Linked DNA regions of Rattus norvegicus: region 1 is linked to region 2. Evidence: chromatin contacts called from public Hi-C data. All regions are on one chromosome and are shown on one strand. The core of a region is the stretch at or near the end of the contact, and the rest is flanking DNA. Distances in the headings are between cores, read along the strand shown. Region 1 has its middle 77 kb from the start of Unc5a. Region 2 has its middle 13 kb from the start of Unc5a.

Evidence for each region. Hi-C and Micro-C count contacts between places; a contact is called where the count stands out from the background.
Region 1: a contact with region 2 is called in a Hi-C map of frontal cortex, with 1.6 times the contacts expected there. The contact joins two enhancer-like sites. A contact is called at or near these places in 2 of 12 Hi-C or Micro-C datasets (frontal cortex and prefrontal cortex).

What each region holds. Positions count from the first base shown.
Region 1 is chr17:9,751,766-9,754,465 of GRCr8, forward strand. No RefSeq gene overlaps it. Among named protein-coding and RNA genes, the nearest start is that of Unc5a, 77 kb to the left of the region's middle. Within about 2 kb of position 1,351, at least 19 of the 93 cell types and tissues checked have an H3K27ac peak or open chromatin away from gene starts, as enhancers often do.
Region 2 is chr17:9,686,946-9,689,645 of GRCr8, forward strand. No RefSeq gene overlaps it. Among named protein-coding and RNA genes, the nearest start is that of Unc5a, 13 kb to the left of the region's middle. Within about 2 kb of position 1,341, at least 10 of the 93 cell types and tissues checked have an H3K27ac peak or open chromatin away from gene starts, as enhancers often do.

The DNA.
Region 1 (2,700 bases), core at 101-2,600, 65 kb after region 2:
GCCTGCTCATCCTCCTCACAGTCCTCAGAGTGTCATCCCCCTCCAGCCGTAGACCACAACCTCAGGGTGGACCAGGGCTCCCTGGCTTCCTCTCAGCTGGCTGTCTCGGCTAGGGGCACTGGAGAGGGTAAGCACAGGAAGACCATCAGGGTTCCATCCCACAGCCCTGCAGACAGAAGACCAGACTGTCCTTACAGCCAGGTGGCGTTGACGCAGCTCCCCCGTCCTCCACCCTCCATAAGCACGGAGATGGGAGAAGCAAGCCACGCCTTCCGCGTAGTGTTCAGGCCATGCTTGGCACATCTTGTGTGAACGACAAGTTTCTCCGGTGATTGTGGCCACTGGTGAGGCCACCCCTGTTCAGGAAGGGAGCTAGCTGGCTCTTAGGGAGGTGTGCCACCACAAGGAGTTTGCAAAGAGCTATCATATTCCCTGGCAAGAAGATGGCGGAGTTTGGTCACCTGTGGCCTTCTCTGCCTCACATCTGACTTATTCTCTGTTCAGGTGTTCTAGTCTTCTTAGACACCTTTGGGGCTGCGTGCATGAGTAGGGGGAGCATCTCCTCCTAGAACTGGGTAGGTCAGTCCAATGTCACATTGCCCCCAACACATCTTACCTTCATCGAATTCCTTCAGATGTTAAGTGCTTGAGGTCAGGTGGACCTCAACTGGAATGATGCTAGCGAGCTACCCCCCATGAGTGCAGGAAGGCTCGGGCTGACACAGGACCTATGGCCTCTGGGAGGAGGCCAGTGCAGGGAAAACAATAGACATCTCCCTTAGCTGCAGTTCTAACGTCCTCTAAGGTGTCAGAGTTTCACTGTGCCCCCTTTTACCCCTACCCGGTATCTGCTGGGACCCACACCAAGCATTATCAACTGGAGCTTCTGGCCCCGAGCAGCTCAGAATGTCTCCTGCACGTGACTATAAAGGGCGGTTTTAGGAAAAGATTTTACCGCTGCTGAGGAACAGTAAGGAAAGGAGGAATGGCGGGGTCCTTGCCGCTCCCGCCTGCTAGCTTGCTTGTGAGCAGGCGCCGCCGGCAAAGGCAGGAGCAGGAACAGATAGATGACCCGCAATTACAGCCCGGATCCCCGCCCCAGCCTCGCCCAGCCTCCCGCCCGCCGCCGCCAGTCTCCAAGCAATTTCAGATTTTTTTTTTTTTTAACATCTAAAGCAGAGATGGTACACGATTTCTCTCGCCAGCAGAAGCGGCTTTCAGGTGGTGGGGAGGAGGCCGAAGAGTGTTTATTCACGAACAAAGGCAGTTGGAGACAAAAGGGAGAGCGCAGCCCTCCCCAGTCCCTGCTCCTCGCTCTCCAGAGCTGAGCGGTCCCCGCTGCCTGCAGAGGGGAGGTTTTGATTGTGTGTGCCCAGCCCAGCTTCCACAGGTGCCTGGGCCGCGACAATGGGATTGGCTGCTCCCACCCCGGGGCCATGCGGGTGGGAAGCAGTCCCCAAGTGATCCGTGGGTGACTGGATGGGTATAGAAACTGGAAGATGGCCTGCCACCAGCAGCTCCTCAGCTGGGCCCCTGGAGGCTTCTCTTTATGTGGGGAGGCAGCATCAAGGAGCTCCAATGCCCCCCCCTTTCCCCACCCACGTGGCTCTGTGAACTTGAAGGGGACAAGGTTGGGCTTAGCAGCTCCAGGAGGACCGGCTCGCACAGCCAAACTCCCCACTGCTCCACATTGTTGGCTCCTGCGGAGGGTGGGGTGGAGGGAGAGAGACTCTCTCCCCGCACAAAAGACTACTGAGACCTCACAGAGGGCTGGAGGCAGTCAGCAGCCGCCATTTTCAGAATTTTGGTCACATCTGTGTACACCTCTATTTTCATTTACTTTTGTTTGCTCCGTTGTGTGCGGGTGTGGATTTTTCCCTCTACTAGGTAATACGATCACGTCCGTCCAAGGGCAAAGGGAGATTAAAAGGTAAATGGAGAAAACGCTCTTTGTCACTCTGCCCGAGTCATCCACATCCCCAGCACAAGAGGCAGACTTGTTTGGAAGCTTTTGTCTGCCCTTGCAAAATATCTTTATTAAAGTATACCAAATGCGAAACTCGGTCCGGATGTGACCCAGCTATTGTCACAGGACGTCAGAGCTACTCTGGTGACCTGCAGACCTTTGCGAGCTGCTTCTCAGAGGGCAAGGGGCTATGGGACCCTCAGCAGAGTCTAGGCACTCTCCCACCCCCAGCTAAGTGTAGCCCCGTCGGAGCTGCAGGTTCTCTCTCTCTCTCTCTCTCTCTCTTGCTCTCTCGCTCTCTCGCTCTCTCTCCCCCTCCCCCGCTCGGTACGTTGGCCGGAGTTGGCCCCTCCCACTCATTTGGCTGGGGTTGGGACTTTTTGGTAAAACAGTTGTTCGAGTCTGATTGTCCTGTAATTCCCGTCCCCTAAGCACTCAAGAGTAAGCTCAGTAAACTCGTTGCACGAAGCTGCACTTGGGCGGGGTCATTTCTTTGGTCTGTCACTGATTCTCTGTCTGGGGTTAAAGTTCATCCGTTCACATCTCCCCAGATCAAGAGACACAGCGGCATGTATGGTGACAGAGTCCTACTGCCCTTCCTTCTGACAGGAGACCCCGCAAAACCTCAAGCCCCGTGCCCTGTGTTCTCTCTTGATACTCATTGTGCAGAAATACTGTATGACTAACTTATAATGCAAGAGAGAACGTGTTCAGTGCCACTTAAACGGTGCCGT
Region 2 (2,700 bases), core at 91-2,590:
TCTGACTGTTACAGGCTGTTACAAAATGACAAAAGCTGAGGCAGGCTGTTACAAAATGACCAAAGCTGAGCCTGGGCTTTGGTGGATCATGTGGAGCTGGTGGGAGGGGATGAGGGATGGAATTTGAGAGGTGTCTGCGGTCAGGGTCCAGATCTCCAGAGTTCTGAGTTAGTCCTTCAGAGTCATGTGGAACCAGCACAGGGGTGCAGAATGATTGACACCCTAACATATCTGTCTAGCTGCTGCTGCTTAGTAATGATGATAACTGGGGGTGGTGGTGGTGGTAACTCAAATGGAGCTGTAGCTGGGTGTCGTTGGCAGAGATCACTGTAAGTGCAAAGGGCCTGTGGTGGGACCTCATAGGAACCACAGGCTGGTGTGGAAGAACGGTGAGAGAGGGGCTGGGGATTTAGCTCAGTGGTAGAGCGCTTACCTAGGAAGCACAAGGCCCTGGGTTCGGTCCCCGGCTCCGAAAAAAAGAACCAAAAAAAAAAAAAAAAAAAGAACGGTGAGAGAGAGGAGCAGTGGCTTGTGAGGTTGGAAACTGGGAAGGAATAAGCCTGTGGGCCCATGAAAGCCATGCTAACATTTTATTACAGGTGCAGGGAAAGCCATGGAAGGGGGCAGCAGATGGGGCAGAGACAGATGGATCGTTCCCTCCATAAAGAACCATCTGGTGGATGTGGGAGGATGCGTAGCAGGTACCAAGAGTCCACCCTGTGCCCCTGAGCTGGCTGCTCACCTGCAGATGCCCGTGAGCAGCTTTGAGCACCTCGGAAAGTACGCAGAGGCAGGCTCGCATGGACACTGTGGCTTCCCGTGCTCACAACAGCTTCCACGAACTGAGTCGTCCCCAGGGATTAGCAATCTTTGGAACCACTGTCTCCACAGAGGTACGGGAGCCACACTCTCCAGGACGGTGCTCCAAGGAGATCCTTTCTCCCAACCCAACCCCAGGGCACATGTGTGCATGCGTCCACAGCTCATATGCATACAGGTACATGCCAAAAGGTGGTGAGAAGGAGGGAGGGAGAGGAAGTCCTGGAAAGGACCTTCTGGAGGAGAAGCAAGCCCAGAGCTGCAGGAAACTGGCTGCCTCACATCCTTGTCTGTTCCCATAAGGCGAGCCATCGCCTTGCAGGCTATTTTATCTCTGTTTATTTGTCTGTCTTCCTGTCTTGCTCTATCTTCTCCTGTGTCTGTCTCTCAGCCGTCACATGCTCCTGGCTGGAGCCAGCGGTTCAGAGACAAACTCAGCCTGCCTCCTTCTCCTGAGGCCAGGCATGCACACGCGAGAACCCAGCAAAAGCAGCTTCTGGGCCTCACAGCACTTCACAGTTTGCATTTCTCCAGCCCACGCACGTGTCTAATTATATCTCTGCCTGTTCCCAAAGGGGTTTAGTCGCTGGCCCTCCGTTTGTTCTTCACAGTGACATTGTGGGTTACGCAGGCACAGACTTAACTGGGGGCAGCTGAGGAATTCAATGTCCGGAGGGACTTGGTCAAGGTCATGGGGCCTGTATGTGTATGGATGTATGTTTGTGTGCATAGAAGCATGCATATGGATGGAGGTATGCAAGGATATGTTCACATATGTGTGCCGTGTGGTTGTATGCATACACACATATGTACATTTATGAGCATTTATGCCTATGTGTATGTCTTATATGTGTGCATGTGTTTTTTCATGCACATATGTGTAAGCATGTGTGTTTGTGCATGTATGTGTATTTGTGTGTTTGTGTGTGTGTGCATGTATGTACATCTGTGAATATGTCTGTATGTGGACACATGAATATGTGTGTGCTCATGTAGAATGTATATACCTGTGTGCATGTATGAATTAGTATACATTTGTACATGTGCATAGTATAGATTTATGTGTATATATATGCGCCTGCATTCATGTGTGCATGTGTGTGTCCATGTGTGTAATTCTTTGTGAGTTTGTATGCATGCATTAGTTGATGCGTGTGCATTTGAAATGGGTAAGTGTGAGGTATGTGCCTGGGTGGGCATGCATTACTATTCATGTATGTGTATATGCATATACATGTTTGCACTTGTGTGTTTGCATATTTGTATAGGCCAAAATATGAGCCAATGAATGTACACATATGTGCATGAGCACTTGTATGTTTTCATTGTGCATTGTCATACATGTGTATTTGTGTGACTGAGTGACTATATGTGTATATAAATTTGTGTGCATATATGTACAGGTTTGTGGATGCTTTGTGTGTGTACTTGTACATACATGTGCATGTAGTTGGAGGCCTATGTATCTGTATGTATATGGGCACATTTGCATGCAGGTACAGCTATGTATGCGCATCCACATGTATTCATTTGTACACATGTATATGTATACTTATTAACATGCACCTACATGCATTTGGGTGATTGTGCATGTGTGCTCACTCACACATGGGTGCATTTGTGTGGGAACACATCCATGTGTGCACACATGTGTTGGTGAATGATTATATGCATTCATTTACTTGTATCTGTGTGTGGATATATGTGCCTTCTCATATGCTTTTATGTGTGCACACACATATATGCGCATGCCTTCATGTGTGCACATGTGTGTTCATGCATGTATTCCTTTGTGAGTATGCATGCATGCATGTATACACACATATGCTTTCATGTGCTGGTGTGTGTTCATGTGTGCCCATGTGCTCGTACATGTTTGTG